2 separate regions of the Gossypium hirsutum genome follow, and region 1 is linked to region 2. The links are chromatin contacts, called in public Hi-C maps. All regions are on one chromosome and are shown on one strand. The core of a region is the stretch at or near the end of the contact, and the rest is flanking DNA. Distances in the headings are between cores, read along the strand shown. Region 1 holds the start of LOC107920078 (probable folate-biopterin transporter 4). Region 2 holds the start of LOC121225106.

Region 1 (6,878 bases), core at 1,672-4,171, 180 kb after region 2:
TAGTTCGAGACACCAAAATAACATCAAAGAGATTCAAGAAAGCCAAACCAATGTGAGTCAACCTGCATTACATTTTCGGAATAGGAGATACAACTTAATCACATTAGTTTCAGGAAAGGAAAATCTTTTACAAATGAATTAAGCTAAAGTACTAAGTACTTACGCGAGAATTCTTCGTAACTTCATTTTCTTCAAGTACTGATTATATGTAAATGTCCCTAGCATGAGTCCTAACCATCCAATAACTCGTACAGTCCCCAAAAAAGATGCTTCCAACTTCAAAAACTCAGTCTGATAGTAGAACATGACGGTTGAAAGGTTTGGAACAGTAACGTGTGCTAGGAAAAACCAAGCCATTGGTCTTGTTTTTCCAGGGGAAAATTAAATCAAAAGAAACTTGATTAGAAGGGCAAAGAACATATATAAAGTATAACTCTGAGACAATATCAAACAATAGCGTCAACTAGGATAGTATCAAAGATCAACTGCTGATTATCCAATGTTTCATAGACAATACTTAAATGACTTTTTAAATCTACACATCTATAGTCAAAGAGCTGTGTCTACCCCACATAAAATGCGGACAAACATTAGCGAGACTATTCTAGACCATGCGCCATTTTTGAGTAATCATTTCTATTAGCTGCCTTGGAAATGCAATGCATTTAATAACACTATGTTTAACCTTCAGTTCCAGAAAGTAAGTTAATACTTACCTCAAAATCATAGGCTGTTTAAAAGCACGGCACAAATTGTAAGTGGCATATTTCAGGGACTGGAACCACAGTAATGGTAGGGACTCGCCCTTTCCAGGACTCAGAGTCTGTGCTTTTCTGCGTGTAAGTTGTGTCTTTTTGCTTTTCTTTTGGATCTTCTTTCTTTTTCTGGTACTAACATAGGATTTCTTTTCCAAAGAACTGTCTTCATCCAAATCATTAGCTTTTCCATTCAAATGATGGGAATCACTTGAAATACAGAAATCAGATAAAACTTCACCCCCCATAGAACTCTCTTCGACCAAACCACATGAAAACAACTGTATGGCTGGAAGTATAGAGAAAAGAAGGAAGATAATATCTATCTCTAAGTTGGTTAATGCATATCCTCCTAGCAAACTCCCACACACTCCACCAAAAGCCATCGATAACCATGACAATGACTGAAGGTCTCCGGCAAAGGAGGCCCTGATGAAAGTTAGTTCAACTTTGTAAGTTATTTGTTCTACTGAAATAAAACCAAGCAAACAATTGGTTGCAGAAAACATAGAAGGATTTATCAAACAGAGTTGAAAAGTAAATTTGATAGAAGAACATACTTCTCAAATTGTACAGCCTCAGCGATCATTGCATCAACCACAACATCTGCCATTGCAGAACCTAGGTTCTGCAGTGTTAATAAGATCATGAGGTGCCCTATGGAACTACTTGTGGAGGCATTTATACCCAGAATAAGCCATGGCACAAGAGACATCACAGTGGAAATCACCAAATATGGGATCCTTTTTTTCCCTTTAATCGGAATGCAGTCGGACAAAATCCTGCATGTGGAAACAGAGTAAGGCTCCAATAAACAATCAAGAGATACAATAATGCTAAAAGGACAATTTTCTTGTCATCATATATTTTTCAGCCAAATAGTTTTCATCACATTATATTAGGGCTTTAGTAAGGACTACATCATAATTAACATCCTTTACAACATATTTCATGGTCATTATTCCATTACCAATCATGTTCCAGAAAGATATTTTCCCTGAAAACATGCTTTTCCTATGCTTATACTTTCATGCTAAAGATTGGTTTATCAGAAAACACCAAACTGATATTATCCAGATTCTTTAGAACCTCAATATGTCTTTTTTTCTAATAAATAAATCTACCACAATAATGTCATTCCATGACAACAAGAGTACTAAGCACCACAATGACGCGTACCCGTATATAGGTTTTATGCTCCATGGGAAAAATGATACTGAAAACACAAATTGGGAAGCCGAAGGTGACAACTTAAGCCTATCTTTCAACTGGTAAGAAACTGCTGTCCATACGAATGATCTGAAACCCTGCACTCATACATCGTGAAGTTACTTTAAATCCAAACTCAAATTAAAATAAAAGGGGACAAAAGGTAACATACATAGGAATTACAAGAGCATAGAGATAGGAACTATTGGAAACCCGGAACAAAAATGAGATTGCTAGCTTATGCAACAGATGCTTCAGGGAAATCTTGAATCACACTTAATTCATCTTAGCTGCCTTAGGGAAATCTAAGCAGAAAAAATGGGTGATGTTTCTAAACTAAAACTCATTTAGCTTTAAGCATGAAACTAAAGAAAAGCTTCTCAATTATGTCGTCTGAGGCTTGACAAAGATCTCATTCATAATTCAGCATCAATCAAACGTAAATCACGAGGTTCTATTTGGCTTAACAAAATTATTGCTTTCAATTACCTAAACGAGCATATTTTCCTTCAACGAGAAAACAAATAAAATATTAACCCAAACTGTCATTTACAAATTCATATGATATCCAAATCCAAAGTTATATAACATCGACAATTAAAAAGAAGAAAAGAAAATCAAAACTTTAAATGCAAATTTTTAGTTTTTCAACAAAACCCAATACGAAATCAACAAAGAGAAACCACAAAACCAAAGCAATGGAATTTCACATAATTAAGAAGTCTATGAATCAAAGTAAGAGGGAAAAAAGAAGAAGAAAGAAATGGGGGAACCTGGGTGAAGTAAATCAAACAAACAAGCCATAAAAACGCCAAACCAAATGCCGTTTTGAGCTGCTTTATACATTGTATCATCTTTCAGAAACAAAACAAACAAATATGAAAGAAAAAGGAAAAAAGAACTTATAAATTTCTCTTGGATCGGTTTCTGGATCGTCAAAAATCGTTTTGTTGGGGGGCGGGTGTTAATTTTCAGTTATGGAATAAAATGGTGAACACGTACATGGTCCAACTAGGTCTCGCCACGTAAGCTATCTGGTCCCGCCCACAGCACCAGTCAAGGTCTCCTCCCTTGCCTTCTGTGTTGACTTTGACTTTTTGATCAAAATTTACCTTAAAATAAAGGGATAATGTAAATTATAGCTCCTGAACTTGGCAAGTAAATTCACTTTGGCCCCTAAATTTGATAACTATGTTCACTTTGGTACTTGGTACTTGTTTTGTTCACTTTGATATTTGAACTTGACAACTAGGTTCATTTTAATCTCAGAACTTGTCTAAAAAGTTAGATATGTGGCACTCTAAGATTCTGTTACATCATCACTTGAAAAAAAATTAGAAGATTATGTGGTACAATCTCAGAATGTCATATTCAATATTTTAGTGACTGAACCGATCGTTGAACATGTTAGACCACTAGCTCTTGATCCAACTAGTTCGATCAGTTCAATTTTCGGACCAACAATAAATAAATAAATAAATAATCATAAAAATCTAAAAAGCCAAGTAAAATTGATTTTATTTTATTTTTTAAAATTTTTATGATTTTTTAATTATTTATTTAATTATCGTTGGTCCGACGGTTGAACCAATCGAATTGGTTGAATCAAGAACTAGTAGCCTAACATGTTCAACCACCAGTTCGGTTATTAAAATACTGAATATTACACTTTAAGATTGTACCACATCATCATCTAAAAATTTTTTATTTTTCAAACTCAGAGTGTCACATCATCAAACATTTAGAATTTTCAAATTCAGGCATTAAAATGGATCTAGTTGTCTAGTTCAAGTGCCAAAATGAGCAGAAAAAGTACATGTACCAAAATGAACCTAGTTGTCAAGTTTAAAGGCCAATGTCGACCTACTTGCAAAGTTTAAGGGCCAAAAGCTACATTATCCCAATATGGATCTACATGATAAGTTCAGAGGCCAAAATTTACATTATCCCTAAAATAAAAAGGGAAAAAACCCAAAATAAAATTTATCAAATAAATTTCAATTGGTTAGGTGATTTTATCTAGACCTGCTCATAGGCCGGGTCACCAGCCCAAGCTCAAAGGCCCGTTCGAAAAATGAGAGAGTTTGGACGAAAATACGAGGCTCGTAAAATAGGCTTGGGTAAAATTTAAGACTCGTTTTCTATATAGGTCGAGCATTGGGCAAGATTCTTTTAGCCTGAGCCCGGTGTTGGGGATCGACTCGTTTAAACAATGAGAAAGAAGGAATAGAGAAAATTGTGCACACAAATTTACGTGGAAAAACTCCTCCAATCAAGAGGATAAAAAATCACGAGAGCAAATGAGTCTTCACTAATGAGCAAACAAACGAAGAGTACAAGATGGAGAAATTTAAAACAAACCCTAACCCCGAATACAAAGCTCTCTCTGGCTAAAAACACAAAATTCCCTTAAAGGTCTCTAAAACTCTCTCTTAATTTTCTCTCTAATGTTGTGTTATTATCCTCTTTTTCTAAGGCTTCTAAGGCCCTTTAAATAGGCTAATATTAGAGTTCTATTATGACTATAATATCTCTAGTATAATAAAAGTTTAACTAGGAAAACTATAACACCCTACATCCGACCCATTCACCAAATTTAGGTATGGAGCGTCACAATTAAAACAAATCAGACGGAAGAATAAATTTAAAATTCTAAAACCTTAAGTTTGACGAATCACCCCACAAACTATAACATAAATCGGAAAGATAAAATGTGCTAACATTCATATAGAAGTTCAAAATCCATTCATAACTTATTATCGTAGCATAAGTTAAATAGGAACATGGGCATTGTTACTGAACTGTGAACAGGGTGTGCCATACTTGTGTGAAGGCTAGTTCACAAGCACTTACAATCAGATAGGTTAGTAAAAACTTAGGATTTCAGAAACACAATCTTATTCACTTGTTTATTCCTGTTGGATAAGTGGGTCTCCTTATAAGCCTCAAAATGACTCAATGAGTCCTTAACATGTCCCATAAGTATAGTGCAAGGCTAACACTCTCCAACACACCAACATCTCCCATTGAATAAAGCTTAGCTCGACATTCCATTATCTCTCCAACCTGTCCTAGGGCCTCAATGCCCAAAACATAAAGCATAAAGGTGAGTACTCACAATCCTGTGACATGTCATTATATCCAACAAGCTCAGAAGGTTATCTTGTCAAAACATTTAATTAACACGAAGCTAGCAAATCACAAGGAGCTCGCAAAAAATAAAATAATATAAAACTCTCATATCATTGTTTCATAAAAAAACTTATTTGAATACATTCATTAAACAAAGTTATTGAAAAGACTTACTCTCGGAACTTATGTTAAAACCCTAAGCTCTTGATTAACATTATGGCTCGCACATACAAGTGGTGATCCCTAAACACTCACCAATTTGTTGAATACTTAGGCAAGCTTTACTTTTCCTTGTTTTTGCTTGTAGACGGTTTTGTTAGGTTCACAATAGACATACATAAGTTACAAACAACACATTCAACATACACACATAAACATAAGTGAACCTAGGTTCGCATATGCTGGACTTTTAACGAACCTAGTTTCCTTTGTTGCGAACCTATCCGAACATTAATAGAGAAACAAAATATTACCTTGCTTTCTAAGAGCTAATTCATGGGTTCTTAGAACTTGGTGACAAAATTATCGATGAGGAATTTTAAGAGAATAACAAAATATGAATTTATAGTCTTAATTTATAGACTCTTAGTGTTTTAGTGTCCTTAGGATACTCTAGTTGTAATAGAAGTAAGTAGTTACATGCATGAATGGTGTTGTAATATAAGTTGACATCCTAATTCTGGTATAACCCTACTTGGCTATTCTTAGTTTTGGCTCTCGACCCAACATAGTGATTACAACTCGCCAAGCCCACTAGCGAATACCAGCTCGCCTAGCCCTATGACGAACACCACCTCGCCATGTCTCCTAGCGAAATCTACTCGCCATGCCTACTAGCAAACTCCAATTCGCCAACCTTAATGGCGTATTTCAGATCGTCAAACCCAAACTTCCAAGCCCTACTGTGGGATATTACACAAATAATAACAATAAATTTTAAATTCATTTTTTATTTTTTATTTTTAATTAAAAATTAAACTTTTTATTGATTTTCATCATTATTTTTTCTCATTTTTTTCTTAATTAATTCATATTAATTTTTAGAGATTTTTAAAATGTTAGTAATTATAATTATCTTGTTTGGATAAATAATTTTATAAATTAAGTTATTAGATTTTTATGAATTGAAAACTAATTATAAAAAAGAATAATTATATTAAAAATATATAATGTAAAAAAATATTCAATATGTATATCATTATATTTGTTTAATTTTATAAATATTTTTAATAAAATAAAATTTTAAAAATATATATTAGAAATAAATAAAAATAATTTTTTAAAGTTTTAATATTTATTTTATAGTGGGATAATGTGGATGAAATGAAATAAAATTATAATTTTTTTTTAAAAAAACCACCTCAGAAATTAAAAAGGAAAATTGGCCCACTAAAATCTCCTTTTTGAAATTACTTACTAATTTTAAAATTCTCCAATGAAATCCCAAAAGTTTTGATTGTAAATTAAAATAAGAGTAATAAATATGTCAACATTTTAAAACAAGAATATTTCGTGACAATTGTTGAATAAAAAAAAACTTTGGATATTTAATATTTGAGTCTGTTGAATACTGAATATCTAATACAAATTTAGATTCGGATAATTCACATGCCACTGAATTTTAATATTTTAAAATTTACAGATATTTGATTACTCTCTTTCCTATATCACCAAGAAACAAAAGATAATTTGCAACCTTAAAAATTATTAATTATGTCCATTTGCTTCTGCCCAAGACATCAACCAACAGTTCAAATGCAGTAGGTTGGGGCTGTTGAGGGT
Region 2 (6,440 bases), core at 3,792-6,291:
ATTTGATGTTTCCTTTTGCAAGACAGAAGTCTGATAGTTTTTAAGTTTTTTCATTGTTGTTTTTTCTGGTTTCTTTGTTTGGGCCATTGTTTGGGCCGTCTGTTTTTAGTTTATTTATTAATAAAATCCCAGTCTTTGCTTCAAAAAATAATAATAATTATTTTTAAATTTATAAAGAGTATTTATATGTAAAAAATATTTTTTATTTAATTAAAAAACTTGAATTCTTATTATTTTAAATTCATCCAATTATATTCAATGATTTTATAGATTTATAGTTTTATTAATTAATAATATATTATGTTTTCTTTTAAGTAGAGCCTTTATAATATATGACCAAATTAATTAATTTCACATTAATATATTATTATTTTAATTAATCTTACTTTTTATTATTATATAATAATATTAATAAATTATTATTCTAATGTAGTTTAGTAATATAATTAACAATAAAGGATATTTTTGTCAGTTCAAAAGTTTTTTCAAGACTCGTGCTTTTATATATATATATATATTATAGATAGATATTTTTATGATTTTTATCGGAGATATGAAAGATTAAATCACAGCCTGTCATATTTCGTCATCTAATTGGTCCGTTAATTGATTTTAATGGTTAATGTAACGAAATGTGAAAATTATTAATGTAAGAGCTTAATTAATTTTTCAGGTTAATGATAAGGGATCAACTGGGTTCAAATTAAGTCAAGGGGCTTAGTAACTTTTTTTGGTTTTTTCTTAAGGGACTATTATAGCTATAAGCCTTTGATAAATTTAGTAAATTTTTTTATTTAATAAACTATTCTCATCAAATTACCAAAATAATACATAAAATGCGAATTAGTTTATACTTTTTTAAATAGCTTTACTTTAGGTAAAATATATTTACTTTAATAATAAAATAAAAGGCTTTTATGAGTAAAAATCATAGATTAAGAGCTTATTTAACTACAAAAATAGGTTGAGGGCTTGTTTATTAAATAAAAAAGTGAGTTGAAGGGGAATAAAAAGAAAATAATAAATAAGGAAGGCTTAGAAGGCAATTAGCCAAGTTTCAGCTTTGGCGCTGACACACCCAGGCGGCACCAATTCACTTTCAAAATTCAAAATGGTAAATTTGCATGTCAAGTCCTTGAAACTACATATAGTTACATTTTAGTCCTGTGCCGCCAATAGGTGCTGCCAATGAGAAAGGCACCACCGGTGCCGCCATTCCATTACCCTCCTTCAGCCGTCTTTTTTTTGTATTATTTTGGTAAATAATTTTTTTATATATTATTTTAGTATTTTTTTATTTCTTTTGTATTATTTTAGTAAAAAACCCTTTCTTAAGCTCTATTTTTTTACAAGGAAGGAATTAGTTTTAAAACTTCACATTGTAGCTTTTTAAGAAATAATAAATTATAGGTTAAATTCCGTTATTAGACCCTATACTTTATGTAAGTTGTGGACTTAGTATTTGGTCATTTTTAGTCCCTATACTTTTAGAATTTGAAAATTTTAGTTCTAACCAAATGATAACTATTAAATTCATTAAGTCAAGTTCTGTTATTTTTAAAATTTAACGTGTTAAACATATTATCACATATATAATGCTATGTCTATTTTGTTATTTTCACATATTACTTACAAAAATTCAATTAATAGATTTAATGACTGCCATTTACATTAAGCCTGAAATTTTGAAATTAAAAAAATATAGCCACTAAAAAGGATCCAATTGGTGAACGTGAACTAAATCTATAACTTTACGCATACTATAGGACTAATGACATAATTGAACCAAACAGATTTAACTGCTACATCAGAACTAAAATTTCAAATTTCAAATAGTACAATGTAATAAAAGAATTTAACCTAAATTATATGTTTTTAACGTACTTTTTTATGAATACGAATGAAATATCGCTCAATTTGTCTTTTACTATACTTTTTAAACACACTTCCAATAAATTTTTGTCTAATTCAATTTTAAAAGTTTTTAAAATTTTAATATTAAAAATTGTAAGTGTCTTAAATATATTTGTAAAAATTTAAATACAAAAAAATAGTTTAACTAAAATTTAATTTAAATTATTTTTTGAAGAGGTTAACACTGGATTAAGAAATTATAATTTAAAATTCTAAATACAAATATGTTAATTTATTAAATTCAAACCTCCAAAACATAATTTGAAACAAATTAATCTATCACCAAGTAATTGAAGCATTAAATAAAGTTTATTCATCCACCTTTAATCTATTACAATTTTTTAACTTTTGCATGTTTGATCCAATTGGTGAACCATTTCAACCCAATTTTGGTGGGACAAAAGCTATGTGTGTGTGTATATATTGCTAGACACATACACAAAATAAAAGGGAAATAATTAGTAAATAAAGAATATATTAATCAATCAATAAAAAAAAGGGACATTGTGGGACATTCATGAAATAAGATCCCACTAAGGAGCAACTAAGCTATCATATCAATAAATAAATAAATAAAAACTTAATAACTTTTGTACCCCTCCAACTTTATAAAAACAAAATCATTTTAGCCTTTCATTTAATTTTTCACCTTTTTAGCTCTTAAACTTATATTTTTTTGTCAAATCACCTCACAATGAATGAAAAAGTTGACATTTTTTAATTTTGTTAATGTTGCGTACACGTGAATGACAATGCTGTGACACAATTCGATTTGAGTTGAAAACGAGCTATTGTGGCCAATTATGTATGAAAGAGCTATTAGACTTGGAAATGATTGAAATTTTAAAGTGAAATGCGACTTATAAACTTAATTGTGATACTAGTGAATGAATAAGTATCATTATACATGGATAAATGTAGAAATGAACTAAATGCTAATAAATTGAATGTTATATGAGAAGTTAATATGTATGTATAAAGAATTGGTATGCTATTATGAATATAAGCATAGATATATGAAAGTGAAATTATTTTTCATATGTTGGCATAAGTTAGACTACAAATTGAACATATGCATTTGCATGAATTTGTTCATATTGATTTGAATTGTAGAAATTACCACTAAGCAATTTGCTCAATGTGCGATTTGTTTTCCGTGCCCAGGTTAGGTTCTATTCAAAATTCCTGAGCATTAACTTCAACATCCAATCAATGATCCTGGGCTCATCAATGTTTGTTCGTTTATGGATTTTGTTAATAGTTGGCATGTATCTAATAGGTTAAGTCATGTTGGTTTGGTATTTTAAGAATGATATATATTTGTTTTGATTATATATATACTCTTTTGATTTCAATTGTTGATGTATGTATTGGCTTTCCTTATTATTAGTTGCAAATGGTTAATAATCTTAGTTGAAATGGTATAATGCTATATATGTTAATGATCTTAATGATATTGGTGTGAATGCTTGAGTTAGATTGAATTGCATTAGGGATTAGTTTTGTTGAAATGGAACATTTGCATATTGAGAGTAGAGTGTATATATATAATTATGTCATGAAATGATGTTAAAGAAGTGCATATGGTAGTTAAATCTGATTTGAATATGTTTGGTTTTGGCTTGGCAAAGATTGCAGGAAAAAAATCTTAGAAATTGTAGAAATAGTATGTGACATTGCGACGTCAAACGTATCACATCATGATGAGAAATGACATATAACGTCATGGCAAGATGAGGAACCCCATTATCTCAACGAGGTCAAAACATTATATGGTGTTGCGACGTCAAGTGGCTTGATGTCATGACGTGACAAACTATTTGACGATGTCACGATGTGAACCCTAAATATTTTTAATTTTTTTTTACGATTCAATCATATTTCGATCTCGGGTTAACTTTAAGCTTTCAAAAGCTTGTATAATACCCAATAATGATTATTTTTTATATTGTTTACTTGTAATTCTTATGGATTGTATGTTTGATGGTGTGATTTCGTATTTAATTTGATTGTAGTTGCTTTGGCAACGAATGTGACACCTTATAACTCAGACCCGACAATTGTGTCAGGTATGAAGTGTTACACATGGTAAATGTTATTGTAAGAGTACTTATTGTAATAACCATGTTGGAGTTATGGTGGCCTAGTTTTGTATCCTTGTTGATTGGTGTTGGTAAGCTACATTGAATGATATAGATGGATCATATAATTGTTAATAGTTGATTTCATTCTCTAGGTTTTGCATATTTAAATGCTCTCATTGGGTATAAACATTATTTTTTATTTCCTCCCCACAAATGATGTATTAATGCATAATTTGGTGGAGGATGTTGTGAGCAGTTCACACGTGGGTGCGAAGAGTCGTTAGTTAGGGGAGTTGGGGATTCTAATGATATTTAGGTCGAGTTTCGAAATAGGTAAAGAGTATTAATCTTTGGGGAAAGTGGGAGCCTATATAAAGGAGGGGCTTGGTAGAGTCCCTATGGACAAATGTCCTACTATGCTAAGCTGTGGCGTGCTTTATTTGGATGTGATATAGTATGGCCTGACTCTAATTTTTTTAGATCCAACGATAGAGCGATGAAAGACTTTATTAAATGTGATGAGAGTAGCTATTGGCGGAACCTTGACGTAACCCACATAACAGGCATGTGAGACCATCAGTCTGACTAGCCCTTCTCAGTTAGGCACTTTATCTGGTGAAGATTGATCAAAAGAGATGATTGGGTATAAGAAATATAGATATATATTGGGAATATTATTTTTATATATATATAAGTTGATGTTGAAAACTTTTTTATCCATACTAATCATAAAACCCTGACTAAATTAGTGTCATGGACTAACCGAATATGAATGCAGTTGGGAAAAGACTAATATACATTTTTTAATTGACACATAATATTATTATGATAATACTTTTCTATTTTCATACTTTTATATATTCTTTAAATATAAAAATAAATCGAAAACCCATAAATTTAAAAATCGAACAGATGTTTAATAAAGTTTATATAGAAGCTTGTTATCACTCTACCTATATTTATTGTTGAATAAATTAAAAAAAACATTTTTTATATCATCCACATTCTGACATCTTCTAATATAGAATAAATAGCTTTGATATTTTAATTCAAATTTTAATATCCACCATGCAGACTAAGAAAACATTTTATACAATGATAAGATAGACAAACATATCATATATGTATATATATGATTCACCCTCCAAGAATCTGGCCATGTAAGAGTATAGGAAAGTCAGCAAAATGCACCAAAACAGATCAACACTCTGTTTCCTTTAATTTTCCGTCAAAGTGAGTATTGAGGAAGCAGGCACAGAGAAGGAAGTACATTTGTAAAGGAGAATATAATATAAGTTGTGTCCTTTTCGTTAGTTCTTTGTTTTTACTGCCTTTTGGCTTTCCTTTGTATCCTATTTCAGTCCCTTTGCAAAACCTGCCATCTCTGAAGCTTTTGTATCAATTTTTCTATAGGTAAGATTCTTTAAGAAAAAAACTGAATTCCGAAGCTACTTTGATTCTGATGAAGAAAAACCTTCCTTTTTTGCATGATTTTGTTGAAAAAATATAAAGAAATGAATGTTTTAACTTGTTTTTTCTTTGTCGTGATGCAGATATAACCTCTTTAGAATCTGTGGGAAAGTTTTGCATTTTGGAAGGTTCTTAATCCAAGAAAAGGTAGATAAATCTTTTTTTATTTTTTATGCTTTGGTGTTTTGTCGATGTACCCTTTTATCTATTTGTGTAAAATTTTATTGAAAGTAGGGAAATTTTGGATGTTAAAGTGAAGCAGATGGTGTTTTTGTAGAAATTTGGGAATGGAAGATAGATATAGTTTTCCATCCTTGAGAGATGGGGATTTTGAGGAAGGAGATGTTTGGGCAGTTCTTAAGGAAAGTAAGGATTCAACTTACAAGGTTGGACATTCCAGTGAATCTTCCATTCCTGATAGAGGACATGTTCCAAGTGCTGCAAGAATGATCCCAAGAACTTTGTCTGCAATTAATACCAGCAGTAACATTGGCAGTTGTTGTTCTAGTTACAGTCATGAGGCTAACGATGTTAAGCAGCAATCAGCCCCAGAAAACATCCCTGATTTGTCAAAGCTTTCTACAAAGATGAGGAATGGTTCATGGCATGATGATGATGACGATGATGATGAATACAATTCCATGCTTCCACCACATGAAATTCTTGCAAGGAGGCTTGCAAGGAATCAGATTTCGTCATTCTCAGTTTTTGAAGGTGTTGGTAGAAAACTAAAAGGGAGGGATTTGAAGAAAGTGAGAAACGCTGTTTTAACAAAAACAGGTTTCCTTGAATAATGTTATCACATGGTGATCATTCATAAATGATAATTGAAAGAGTTTCCTCTTTCAGTTTTCATGCTAGTTTATTTCAGTATATAGATCCACTTTTACGTTTTCAAATAATTGAATCAATCAATGATCATTGCCATATTAGTTAAGAGTTGAAGATATATAATGGTAATCCATGTACACG

What was found. A called contact is a pair of places that touch in the nucleus more often than the background predicts.
Region 1: a Hi-C map of leaf shows a contact between it and region 2, with 1.9 times the contacts expected there. The contact joins the promoter of LOC107920078 here to the promoter of LOC121225106 in region 2. A contact is called at or near these places in 3 of 34 Hi-C or Micro-C datasets (callus and leaf).

Annotation. Positions count from the first base shown.
Region 1 is chrD13:50,225,576-50,232,453 of Gossypium_hirsutum_v2.1, forward strand. It overlaps LOC107920078 (probable folate-biopterin transporter 4), which reads right to left and starts at 2,922. Exons shown (of 7, transcript XM_041109050.1): 1 at 2,738-2,922; 2 at 1,935-2,062; 3 at 1,316-1,537; 4 at 717-1,184; 5 at 164-361; 6 at 1-62. The coding sequence starts at 2,818. It overlaps LOC107919199, which reads right to left. Exons shown (of 2, transcript XM_016848710.2): 2 at 6,658-6,878. The coding sequence ends at 6,848.
Region 2 is chrD13:50,045,003-50,051,442 of Gossypium_hirsutum_v2.1, forward strand. LOC121225106 reads left to right here and starts at 5,042. Exons shown (of 3, transcript XM_041109045.1): 1 at 5,042-5,411; 2 at 5,552-5,615; 3 at 5,700-6,440. The coding sequence starts at 5,756. The coding sequence ends at 6,262. It overlaps LOC121225105 (a long non-coding RNA gene), which reads right to left and starts at 134. Exons shown (of 4, transcript XR_005922964.1): 1 at 1-134.